2 separate regions of the Hordeum vulgare genome follow, and region 2 is linked to region 1. The links are chromatin contacts, called in public Hi-C maps. All regions are on one chromosome and are shown on one strand. The core of a region is the stretch at or near the end of the contact, and the rest is flanking DNA. Distances in the headings are between cores, read along the strand shown. Region 1 holds the start of LOC123403660. Region 2 holds the start of LOC123401022 (pentatricopeptide repeat-containing protein At1g77360, mitochondrial-like).

The links. A called contact is a pair of places that touch in the nucleus more often than the background predicts.
Region 2: a Hi-C map of leaf shows a contact between it and region 1, with 6 times the contacts expected there. The contact joins the promoter of LOC123401022 here to the promoter of LOC123403660 in region 1. A contact is called at or near these places in 3 of 6 Hi-C or Micro-C datasets (leaf and seedling) and 1 of 1 datasets of contacts at active chromatin or transcription factors (embryo).

What each region holds. Positions count from the first base shown.
Region 1 is chr6H:470,094,665-470,101,072 of MorexV3_pseudomolecules_assembly, reverse strand. It overlaps LOC123403660, which reads left to right and starts at 4,076. Exons shown (of 11, transcript XM_045097583.1): 1 at 4,076-4,407; 2 at 4,483-4,585; 3 at 4,861-5,056; 4 at 5,199-5,488; 5 at 5,567-5,716; 6 at 5,795-5,928; 7 at 6,018-6,115; 8 at 6,267-6,358. The coding sequence starts at 4,502.
Region 2 is chr6H:470,249,514-470,255,921 of MorexV3_pseudomolecules_assembly, reverse strand. LOC123401022 (pentatricopeptide repeat-containing protein At1g77360, mitochondrial-like) reads left to right here and starts at 2,595. Exons shown (of 1, transcript XM_045094738.1): 1 at 2,595-4,447. The coding sequence starts at 2,677. The coding sequence ends at 4,143. It overlaps LOC123401024, which reads right to left and starts at 2,549. Exons shown (of 7, transcript XM_045094739.1): 1 at 2,223-2,549; 2 at 1,685-1,828; 3 at 1,505-1,579; 4 at 1,241-1,428; 5 at 990-1,155; 6 at 492-890. The coding sequence starts at 2,399.

The DNA of each region.
Region 1 (6,408 bases), core at 2,827-5,326:
TCGAACCCGTCACAAAAGCACCTCTTCTCATTTCAAGATAAATAGATCAAGTTGGCCAAACAAAACCCAAATATAGGAGAAGAAATACGAAGCTATAATCAATCACGCATATAAGAGATCAAAGAAGACTCAAATAACTTTCATGGATAAAAACATAGATCTGATCATAAACTCAAAGTTCATCGGATTCCAACAAACACACCGCAAAAAGATTTACATCATATGGATCTCCAAGAGACCATTGTATTGATAATCAAGAGAGAGAGAGAGAGAGTAAGCCATCTAGCTACTAACTACGGACCCGTAGGTCTACAAAGAACTACTCATGCACCATCAGAGAGGCACCAATGGACATGATGAACCCCTCCGTGATGGTGTCTAGTTTTGATCTGGTGTTTCTGGACTCTGCGGCGGCTCGAATTGATTTTCGTCCCCCCTCCTAGGGTTTCTGGAATATTGAGGTATTTATAGAGCAAAGAGGCGGTGCGGGAGGCCAACGAGGAGGGACAACCCACCGGGGCGCGCCTGGGGGCCCAAGCGCGCCCTGATGGGTTGTGCTCCCGTCGGAGCTCCCCTGAGGTGCGTTCCTGGCCCACTGGATGTCTTTTGGCTAAAAAAATTCACAAAAAGTTCCGCTGTGCTTGGACTCCGTTTGGTATTGATTTCCTGCGATGTAAAAAAACATGCAGAAAACAGCAACTAGTCCTGGGCACTATGTCAATAGGTTAGTACCAAAAAATGATATAAAATGACTATAAAATGATCGTAAAACATCCAAGAATGATAATATAACAGCATGGAACAATCAAAAATTGTAGATACGTTGGAGATGTATCAAATACACAGAAGGCATTCCTCTGGGGTCAGTGAGTTACATGATCTCATGGTCATAGGAATGTATACTTGACATGCAAAAAACAATAGCAACAAAATAACACGATCACATGCTACGTTTATAGTTTGGGTCTTGTCCATCACATCATTCTCCTAATGATGTGATCCCGTTATCAAGTGACAACACTTGTCTATGGCTAGGAAACCTTAACCATCTTTGACCAACGAGCTAGTCAACTAGAGGCTTACTAGGGACAGTGTTCTGTCTACATATGCACACATGTATCTATGTTTCCATTCAATACAATTATAACATGGATAATAAACGGTTATCTTGAAACATGAAATATAATAATAACTATTTTATTATTACCTCTAGGGCATATTTCCAACAGTCTCCCACTTGCACTAGAGTTAGTAATCTAGTATCACATCTCTATGTGATTTACAATGTAACAAATTTAACACCCATACAGTTCTGGTGTTGGTCATGTTTAGCTCGTGGAAGAGGCTTAGTCAGCGGGTCTGCAACATTCAGATCCGTATGCACTTTGCAAATATTTATGTCCTCCTTCTTGACGTACTCGTGGATGGCATTGAAGCGTCGTTTTATGTGTCTGGTCCTCTTGTGAAACCTTGGTTCCTTGGCTAGAGCAATGGCACCAGTGTTGTCACGGAACATATTTATTGGATCCAGTGCGCTCAGCACAACTCAAAGATATGTCATGAACTGCTTCATCCAGACACCCTCCTTAGCCGCCTCTGAGGCATCTATGTACTCTGCTTCGCATGTAGAATCAGCTACGACGCTTTGCTTGGAACTGCACCAGCTTACCGCACCCCCATTAAGAATAAATACATATCCGGTCTGTGACTTAGAGTCATCCGGATCAGTGTCGAAGCGTGCATCGACGTAACCCTTTACGACGAGCTCTTCGTCACCTACATAAACGAGAAACATTTCCTTAGTCATTTTCAGGTACTTTAGAATATTCTTGACTGTTGTCATGTGCTCCACTCATGGATCACTTTGAAACCTGCCTGCCATACTTATGGCAAGGCTGACATCCGGTCTTGTGCACATCATTGCATACATGATAGACCCTATGACCGAAGCATAGGGTACGACACTTATCGTTTTTCTATCTTCTGTACTTACCGGGCATTGAGTCTTACTCAACTTTATACCTTGTAACACAAGCAAGAAGCCCTTCTTGGAATGTTCCATTTTGAACTTCTTCAAAAATTTATCAAGGTATGTGCTTTGTGAAAGTCCTATTAGGCGCCTTGATCTATCTCTAAGGGGAGGGGATGATATCTCAACAGTAATCACCCATGGCGTCGTCGAGAGGAACCTAAACCCTAGCTAAGGCTTCCTTTGGTTCATAGGGTAGGAAAATCATAGGAATAGGAAAGTCATAGGAAATAAGATAACATGTATCTCAAATCCTATAAGTAGGAATAGAAAAGGAGATGTCCTTTAATTCGCAGGAGATGTCCTTTGATTCGCATCATAAGATTTTTTCCATTGAGTCTAGGCTAATGTTTTTTTCCCTATGAAATTTGAAGGATAGAAAAAATTCCTTCATAGAAATAGGATTCTATTCTTAAAAATCAAAGGGCTCTAAAGAATTTGTTCCTACAGAAATCCTATCCTATGAAATTCCTACAAATTTCCTCTAAACCAAAGGAGGCCTAAAGGGGGGAAACTCCCGAGGAAAATGTATGAATGTACCAAAAATAATTCAGAAACCCTGGGCCCGTTCTGCTCCCACAAGGCCGAGCCTTGCAATTACGGCCTATTATGCTCCCCTTCCCAGGTGCAAGGCCTAAGAACCAGGACCCTGACCCCGTGGGCCTGGTGCTCGGCAGCTAGAGCGCGCGACCGCGGCGTCTCCATCGACGAGCAGGCCGGTCAGGTCGGCCAGCGAGCTAAGGAGCAAGGCTGCAGGAGCTACTCGCAGCGCGAGGCGAGGGCGCGACCTCTCGAGGCACCGAGGCCACGGCCACGCGGCCCGCCAGCTGAATCGCGGGGCGGTGGCGCGAGCGAGCGAGCGGGCGGAGGCCCTCCAGCTCCGAGGAAAACTAAGGGCAAGGGATGATATCTCAACAGTGGTCACCCATGGCGCCGCCGAGAGGAACCTAAACCCTAGCTAAGGCTTCCTTTGGTTCACAGGGTAGGAAAAATCATGGGAATATGAAAGTTATAGGAAATAAGATGACATTTATCTCAAATCCTATGAGCGGGAATATAAAAGGAGATGTCCTTTGATACGCATCATAAGATTTTTTTCCATTGAGTCTAGGCTAATATTTATTTTCCTATGAAATATGAAGAATAGAAATAATTTCTTCATAGAAATAGGATTTTGTTCTTACAAATCAAAGGGATCTAAAGGAATTTTTCCTACAGAAATCTTATCCTATGAAATTCCTACAAATTTCCTCTAAACCAAAGGAGGCCTAAGGTCTTGTTTGGTTGACAGGGAAATGAAAGGGATTTGACAAGGTTTGAGGAGATTAAATCCCTAACAAGTCAAATTTCCCTTCAATCCTCTCCAATCCCCTTGGGAGAAGGATTAACCGAACAAGGCCTAAGGCTTCGTTTGACAAGGGTGGTTTTTCTACCCCAAGGAGGTCGAGGATTGCAGGGGATTCGATGATTCCCTTTCGTTCACCCAATCCCCACTAATCCCTTTCCTTCCTAATTCCTTGCGTTTGATTAAAATTCGGACAAACTCGGACGATCTCAACGTCTCACCCGATCTCGTTGTCCAGTTCCACAAGTAGGACCTCGTGGGTTCAGTTCCGCGTGGAACGAAAGGGGTTGGTGGGGATCGAAGGGTTTGGGCTACTCAAAACCATGTGCGTCAAACGGCCTGGTCGGGATTTCTGAGAATTATCAGGCCCGCGTGGTTAATCCCCTACAAACCCTCCCAACCCCCTTCTAACAAACGAGGCCTAAGGCCTTGTTCGGTTAATCCCATCGAGGAAGGGATTGGAGAGGAATGGAGGAGATTGAGGTGAAATTTGACTTGCAGGAGATTTAATACCTCCCAATCCCTTTCAAACCCCTCCAATTTTAAAGAAACCGAACAAGGCCTAAAGGGGAAACTCCAGAGGAAAATGTATGAATGTACCAAAAATAATTCAGAAACCCTGGGCCCGTTCCGCTCCCACAAGGCCAAGCCTGGGAATTAGGGCCTATTATGCTCCCCTTCCCAGGTACAAGGCCCAAGAAGCAGGACCCTGACCCCACGGGCCTGCTGCTCGGCAGCTGGAGCGCGCGGCCGCGGCGTCTCCGCCGACGAGCAGGGCGATCAGGTCGGCCAGCGAGCTGAGGAACAAGGCTGCAGGAGCTACTCGCAGCGCGAGGCGAGGGCGCGACCTCTCGAGGCGCCGAGGCCACGGCCACGCGGCCCGCCAGCTGAATCGCGGGGCGGCGGCGCGAGCGAGCGAGCGGGCGGAGGCCCTCCAGCTCCGGGGGACGACGGGGCAACTTGCAGAGCGGCCGGCGCGTCGGGCATCCGGTACTCCGACGCCCCAGCCGGCAGCGCCACGCGTCCGCAACAGGCAGGGCATTTGACTCTTTTCCACCAATTTGTGCTGTAACTTCGCTAGCTGCCTAACAACAGCCTATGCGTGCAGTTGATTCAGGGCATTTGCCATGGAAAGATTCGATGAGTACGACTGCGCATCCCCTCACTCTCACCGCGTCTCTGACTCTATCGAGGATCCGATATCTGATGAGGTGCTGCCTCTCTTGATTGCTGAGCTACATAGGCCTTGGTATTTTGCTTGGGCAATAAATTTCACAGGCATCGTTGCTGCTCATGTGCAACGAAACTGTTCTAGATTTCATAGTGTTGTGTCTGGACCCTGAACCACCCTACCAGATGCGCAAACCATACCTTCCACTGCCTTTTTATGCAGATGTATCTGATATCTTCTTGCAAATCTCGGCATGTAGCAGCATATGAAATGCTTTCTGAACATGTGGCTTTGTCTTTTATTGTACATCGACAGGATGTCCAAGTCGAACCAACAAGGCTCTCACTGGCCTGTGCTACTACAGAAAAGAGAGAGAAGGATAACAGAATGGCGGGCCATGAGGAATCAGCCATCTGGGATGAAGTTCAGGAAGAAGCTGATAAGCTAGCCCATGTGCACAAGGATCCTCATGCTCATAGTGTCTCGCTCCTATCTGCTGGAACAAGCAAAAGTATATCACTGCATCTCCCGTATTATGTAGATTCTGATATTTCTTGTAAGCAGTGAGGACTTTGGCATGTAAATGTTGTCTTGCATAACTTGTTCGGGAGTGTATCATATATGAATCGTTCTCCTTTTTGGTACTGATGCAGGGAGCAAATGTGAAAATAAGCTCAAATTTTCAATACGTGGATTTAATTCTATCCTGTCAGGCGTAAAGAGTGAAAACTTGTATGCGGGGGAGCAAGAAGTTTCGTCAGGAATGCGACCAGCTAAAGCTATAGAAACTATGGTGGATGAGCAGGTGGAAAATATCGATGAAGAAACTGAAGACTTGCCCTCTGATTTTGCCCATCCAACCAAGAATGCAAACATTTCAGTTGCTGAACTTCTTGAAGATCTACAGGATAGAAGTGCCTCATCTGTTAGAACACCATTTTCGGTGTGTATTTCTTGGTGCTGCTTCATTGTTTGGAGCTCTTAGACAACACCTAGCTTTTCTCTGAATATTTCAATGCAGATTCATCAACAAAAGGAAGCTAAGGAAGGGAAGCCAAAAGTTCCGACTTCAGGGAAGAAAATACTAGCACTTCTAGGTGAGAGGAATCTTGAGAGTGAAGAGCCCTCGGAGCATGCTATTGGTGAAACGTCTAGCGAGGATGAAGCGGAAGTATGTTGTTAGTATAACTGCTGTTATTGGTAGTTGTTCAGTTGTACTATTCGTCATGATACTTCATTCCTGCAACAGGATACTGTTCGAAACAACTTGACTATGGTGAACAGAGATGTGAAGGGAAACCGAAAAACTATGTCTGACCTATTCCAAGAAGCTTTCAATGCAACAGATACAGAGGGTACTGCACTCCCCACGAGATCAACTGGGTATAGTAATCCTGACAATTCCTTACCAAATGCGCGTAGAAATAACGCCGAATGTTATGTTATTCTAATTATTTTATTTCTCTATGCAGGACTGGTTATTATGGAAGGATGCAACAGATTATGCAGATGGAGAAAGATAGCCATGCTAAGTTCTCGAGGCAGTATAACAAAGCGCGAGATTATTTAGGTAGTCCTTAGTTTTGCTATCATGAACTTATATAGTTGTGCTAGACTTGCTAGAAGAAGCAGTTAGTAGTGGTACTACATATACATTCTAAAATAACCTCCATCAATGTCTATTCATATATTGATGATGCGGCGACTCTTCGTATTGCCAGGTGATGCAAGGGTAGTTACTGTTCAAATTTTGTCAATGTCCTTGGAAGGAAAACTAACAGTCTGCCTCTGCCTGTTGAAAGAAAAGAGTAACGTCCGTGTTTCATCTTTATCTTTCAAAAGCTCTTCTGTTCTTTCGTTTAC
Region 2 (6,408 bases), core at 1,346-3,845, 160 kb before region 1:
CATCTCACAGTTTGTATGGAGAAGTGGACAGACAATTATGGGAATCGAAACACACAAGAAAACGTACTTCGGTTTTAATATCAGCTCAATCGATTTGTGGAACTGGTGACCAACAGTTGGCTTGGTTGCAAGTGGCATGTACCAAACAAACTAAAACTGCTTAAAGCTTGATCTCGTACTGGAAACAATCTAGAAAAGAATGATAGGCCCTTCCATTGTTTTAGTGAAAACTCCGTTGATGTCACTTGCTAGGAAACTGTGCATTAATCTGAACATTATCAGGTAGTTCACCACCCAAGTGATAGTTTTTTTATCACTTGGGGGCTAATTAAAAGTGAAACTAACTAGAGATACCTTCACAGTCTAAGTCCTTTTAAAAAAAAGCATTATCTCTAAACAACTAAAAGGTGAAACTAACTAGAGATATAGGTCTTGTTAGTCTTGACTGTGTATAAAGTGAAGCCAACAAAGAGTGAGGTCAGTAGCTATACCTGATATAGTTTGATTTCAGACTTGTCAAATCCTGGCATGAAAAGGGTCACCGACTTCTGTGCAGAATCAAAACTAACCGAAGGATAAACCTTGCTTGTATTCCTCAACAGCCCCTTTGTATTTTGATTTAATGAATTTAACGCTCTGCCCCAATCTGCAGAAGAATCAGTTGGCAGAAATGGCAGAGACGAGAAAGACAACGGCAAAAACTTCTCAGCAACTCCTTGGTGCATTTCAGAAGTGTCCTCGGCATAACCAAATGCTCCACATATTTGCACGCCAGCTTGGATGGTGCAACCCCAGTATCTTAGCGCAGAGGACACAGAGATTGATCCTCTCGGGTCCATGATGAGGAAGCACGCAAGTTTTGAGGGATCAGTAAACCAAAGCGAGATTTTCTACAAAATTTAGCACCTTAATCTTTTATATTTAGCTCATATTTAAATATGCATGCTCTGGGTAAAATAGTTTTTCTTTATTAACTACAGATAAGTTACCTCAAGAAGTTGCTCAATTTCATTCCATATCTCTGCACTCATTCTTACTTCACCAGTTCTACCATTTGGTCTCGCGGCATCATAAATCAATTTCAGTAATGATGGAGAAGCCAGTCTTCCTATGTCAGTCTTCTCCGCTAGCTCCCTCACATACTTCAAGTAAGATCTGTCTTTTGTGTAGCAGCAACATTAAAATGTAGAGTCCTGAGTGACTGCAAGGCTACAGACAAACAAGGATAACCTATATATACCTTGCCCTCTCAGTAGCACCAGTCAGCCGTAGAAATTCCTCCGTGTTATTGCAGTCATACACAACGACATCAAATTCTCCATGTGGACTATTCGTTCCAACTGAAAAGAAGTTGAGCAGCTTCTGAAGAGACAAGACTGAACAGATCGAATCCATCCCAGGTAAAACTCCAAGCTCCTCTCCTACAATCTATCCTATGAAAAAGAGCAACCCAGATGACTGCTTTATCTTTATCTCCCATATTACAGCAAAGTTAATCACCTACCCCCTCAAGAACTCCTTGGGTAAGATTGCTTTGGGCATCTACTTTCTTCAACCGGTCAAGGGGCTCAAGTAGCATCTGTGATTTAATCACAAAACAATATTCAGAACCATGGCCTTTTCTGATGTCATAAAAGTTCAGTATGAATCATCAAAAGGAGATCACTTCAAAAAAATGTTTTACTTTACTGGTCTCGAGCTTTATGGTTGAAAGATTAGCAGCACATTCAGTCAGCGAGCTCCCAATCTTACAGCCCATCAATTGTTCTGCTGTCGGGTCTTGTGACTGTATAACCAGGCATGTCTTCAGGCCTTCACTGGCATAGTACTACAACATGGGGGAAAACAAATTGTCAGAGAATGTTTGCAATGGCATTCAGACAACTTCTCAAACTTTAGAGTGGCATTTTTCACAGCAATCGATATTTTTTGTAGCGACATTTCTCAAATAAGCAGAGTTGGGACTGTCATTTATCCGTCAGTAGAAAAACCAATGCAATTGTTTAAGGAATCAACATTGTGAGAACTGCGAAGACGATTCGTATAACCCAATTGAACCCAAGTTGATGCTCGGAGTAGATGTCTACAACTCTACACTGCGGTCAAGCCTTGGCTATTAGTGGCGCAGAAGCAGTTCACACACACACACACACAAATTTTTTTTTAACAGTTATCCATCAACATAACAATGAAGACAAACACTGGAGGAAGGTAGTCGTTACCTGAGCAGCGATGGCGGCCGCCGTGGTCTTGCCGGAGCCTCCCTTACCGAGGAAAGTCACCAGCTTCGGGGGAGTGCCGGCACCGCCGGCGTTGGTGATGACCAGACGCCGCCTGCGGCCTCCCCGGCGGGCAACGGCGAGGATTTGGCTCGCCGAGACGAGCAACGAAGGCGCCATCCGCCGCCTCCTCAGCCACCCTCACGATTCAGTTCGGATCCCGCCGGTGTCTGCTCGGCCCTGGTCTCCCTCTCCGTCGTCTAGCAGTCGGTTCAAGCTTAGCTACCCGTCTCAGGAAAAAAAAAGAGTTCGCATAAGCTCAGGATAGGGTTAACGGTTAAAGAACACGGAAAAAACCCACCTTTGGCCACGCCTCCGTTACACCCACCACCCCACCCCACCCCCGAGAGGCCGAGAGTCCCCGTCGCGGCGGCGGCCAACCCCGTCCAGGCGAGAGATGTCGGACCGCCGGGAGAAGCGGCCGTCCGACGCGGCCGACGCCGCCCCGGAGGCCAAGCGCGCCCGCGAGCCGGCTGCCCCGGCGTTCCCCACGTACAAGGACGCGCCCGACCTAGCCCCCAAGATCCGCCTCCTCTGCGAGATCCTGGCCTCCTCCGCGTCCGACGTGGAGGCGGCCCTCGACGACGCCGACGTCCGCGTCACCACCTCCGACGTCGAGCAGGTGCTCCGCTTCTCCTACGCGCACCCGCGCGGCGCCGCCGCCTTCTTCCGCTGGGCGGGCCACAGACACCTGCACCACCAGCACTCCCCCTACTCGTGGAACCTCGTCATCGACCTCCTCGGCAAGAACCGCCTCTTCGACCCCATGTGGGACACCGTCGGCTCCATGCGGGCCCAGGGCCTGCTCTCCCTAGCCACCTTCGCCTCCATCTTCTCCTCCCTCGCCGCCAACCCCACCAGCTCCCCCCTCAAGGCGTTTGTCGAAATGCCGAGGTACGGCATGGACCGCGACACGCCCGCGCTCAACTCCCTCCTGTCCGCGCTTTGCCGAGCCTCCAGGCTCGATGACGCCCGCGCCGCCATACCCGTGGCACGCGCTGAGGCCGGCACTCGGCCGGATGCCGACTCCTATGCAATCCTTCTGGAGGGTTGCGAGGCTGCCGGCAACGCTGCCGTTGCACGCGAGGTGTTCGACGAAATGGTGCACGCGCTCGACTTCGATCCTGCCAATGTGCCTGCGTACGACTCTTTCCTTACAACACTAGTTTCAAGTGGCTCCTCCACGGCGCTCTCGGATGCGATGGAGTATCTGGCTGTCTTGCGCCGGTACAGGTGCTCACCGGGGGAGAAGTTCCTCCGTGCTGCACTGGCCGCATACCTTGAGGCACGCGAACTGCACAGTGCTGTGGTTCTCTGGGATGAATTTGTCCTTCGTCGGGGGCTCGTCCCAGATAAGGAAATGTACACCACAATGATCATGTTGCAGGGCACTCTGGGGCATGCTGAGGTTACTGTGAAATACCTTGATGAAATGGCCATCTATGGAGTGTTTCCGGACGCAGACACATACAATGTGGTACTCAAGTTATTGCTGAAAGGGAGGAAGCTCCGGGAGGCATCAGCAATATTTAAAGAGATGGTCAAGAACGAGTGTTGGCCAAATGAGGCGAATTGTTCACTTGCACTCGGCATGTTCTTGGATACTCGTGACTGGGACACAGGGATCAAGGTGTGGAAATGCATGGCGGCGAATAGCCTGCCTCCACTGGAGGAGGGCGGGAATATGCTTGTATCGAAACTGAAGGATGAGATGTTGCCTGAGGCATGCAAGTATGCAGAGGACATGATCGATCAGGGTATCAAGTTGAGCTCGTCAACGCTGACAAAGCTGAAGCACAGCCTAGGAAAGGTCAAGAAAGGAGCCATTCACGACCGCTTATTTGCAAAATGGAAGGCGCACTAGGTTCTTCTCTCTTACTCCCTCCGTCACATAATGTAAGACATTTTTTGACGCTATTGTAGGGAGCATATCATATACTGTATGGGTTTGGGTCATGTAGGACTGGGAATAGGAGATGACTCTCTTCAGTTAACCATTTCATGGTGACTTATTTTGCTGGAACCATAGGAAGTTGTGCATATACTGTTTGCAGATGCGGCAATTTAGTTCTGTAAACTAGGTGTGCAATGTAACATGTCAGGTTAGAAGTGGTTTAGCAACTGAGGAGTGCAGTCTCCTAACATGGTAATGAACCTCTTTGTCGCCATGAGTTTCTTCTTTAGAAATTGTAGTGCTTCGTTTTGAGTTTGATTTTTCTCTTCCCCTTCTGGAACATGGTATGTTGCTGGACATGACATACTGTTTACTGGTAAGTACGAGTAGAAAGAAATTAACTCAGATGATAACATTAAATTCCACATGCAGCAACTTATGAAGTCAAATAGTTGTACTTTCTGTTGTATTCCTGCTACGCTTTTGCTTGGTTGATGCTCTAATTATTTGAATATCTAGGTTTGTCCTAAGTAAAACTTCTTTAATTTTGACCAAGTCTAGTATGTCAACATCTATGACGCCATATGTGTTTCATTAGATTCTTTACAAAATATTACTCCCGCTTTCCTAAATATAAGTCTTTTTAAAGATTCTACTATGGACTACATACGGAGCAAAATGAGTGAATCTAAACTCTAAAATGTGTCTATATACATCCATATGTAGTCTGTACTAAAATCTCTAAAAAGACTTGTACTCCCTCCGTCTTAAAATTCTTGTCTTAGATTTGTCTAGAAAATGATGCATCTAAATAATAAAACGTGACTAGATACATTTATATCTAGACAATTCTAAAACAATAATTTTGGGACGGAGCGAGTATTTAGGAACGAAGGGAGTACCTCCGTACCGAAATATAAGACATCTTGGTGGGCACAGAGGTAGTATTCCTGTACTATATATTTTTCATGTTGTAGATGTTATCACATTGTTCTATAGATTCAGTGAAGAAGTTCGACTTAGGACCAATCTAACTTGAACTAATTTGAAATAGAGGGAGTAATTAATTGGTAAGGGTGAACCTATGTGCGGTAGAGTGACTACCGGTAGCAGGGGAGGACTCGCATTTGAATTTTATGAGTTTTGGTTGAGCGGACTTGCATTCGAAATTTTAGACCTTCATTGTTTCGTCCCGGGTAAGTTCAAATTCCCGGATCCGTCATTGGCCGGTAAGGTGCCATCACAAGATTTATTACTTGGGATGACCGCAAGAAATTTTAGACCTTCATTGTTTCGTCCCCGGTAAGTTCAAATTCCTGGATCCGTCATTGGCCGGTAAGGTGCCATCACAAGATTTATTACTTGGGATGACCGCAAACATTGCCGAGCAATGTAATTCCAGGGACTGAAAATGACTCTGCTTGCGAAGTCATAGACAGCTTCATGCTGGTTTTTAAAGTGTTATCTTACAAATCTTAGTGGTGATATGTGAGAGCTTGGACATTGCTCCATTTGTTTTTTTACCCACTTGTATTTTATATATCAAAAGATGTACTGGAACTCCTCAACGCAGGCTGCAGGTGAGACTCTCCGTAGGTTGCCTACTGCTGGCTTCCGTGGATGGAGGTGAATGGAGTCCCATGCTCCAAGGCGATGGCTCTTGCCGCCCTCTTATCCGTGTGGATGCTCTTCTCCCCTCATGTGGTCTGCTGCGGCGGTTGGAGGTGACCCTGGTCTTTGGATTTTGAGGCGAGGCGTTCATGTCTGGCTCCGACTGAAATTCTTGCAGAGACTTCGGTTGATTCCGTTGACGGCGACACCTTTTGGTATTTTGGTGTCATTCTCCTTTGGGCGTTGTTGAGGAGTCCAGAGTCACCTAAGATATGGTTTCACGAGATCAGACGATGACGATGTCATGTAAGTCACTACCTCCTTGAGGCATCATATTGGAGACCATGACTGTGGAGGTAGCCGACGGCTTGTGTGGTTGGCGGTGGAATGTGGCTGCTAACCGTGGTGGTGTGTTCTGCTTGGGGTAGGCATTGGTTTTGTGCTCTTCTTTGTCGGTGTTCGTGCTCGAGTGCTCCTTGGTGTGTCTATGATAGGTGATGCTCTACGTCTACGCGGTTGGCGCACATGTGTCGTGGCATCATCTCGACCTCGCATGACCTTTCGAGTGTACCCTCAGGCGTGGGGTATTGTCGCGACATTGTGTAATCTCGGTTTTGTGACGTC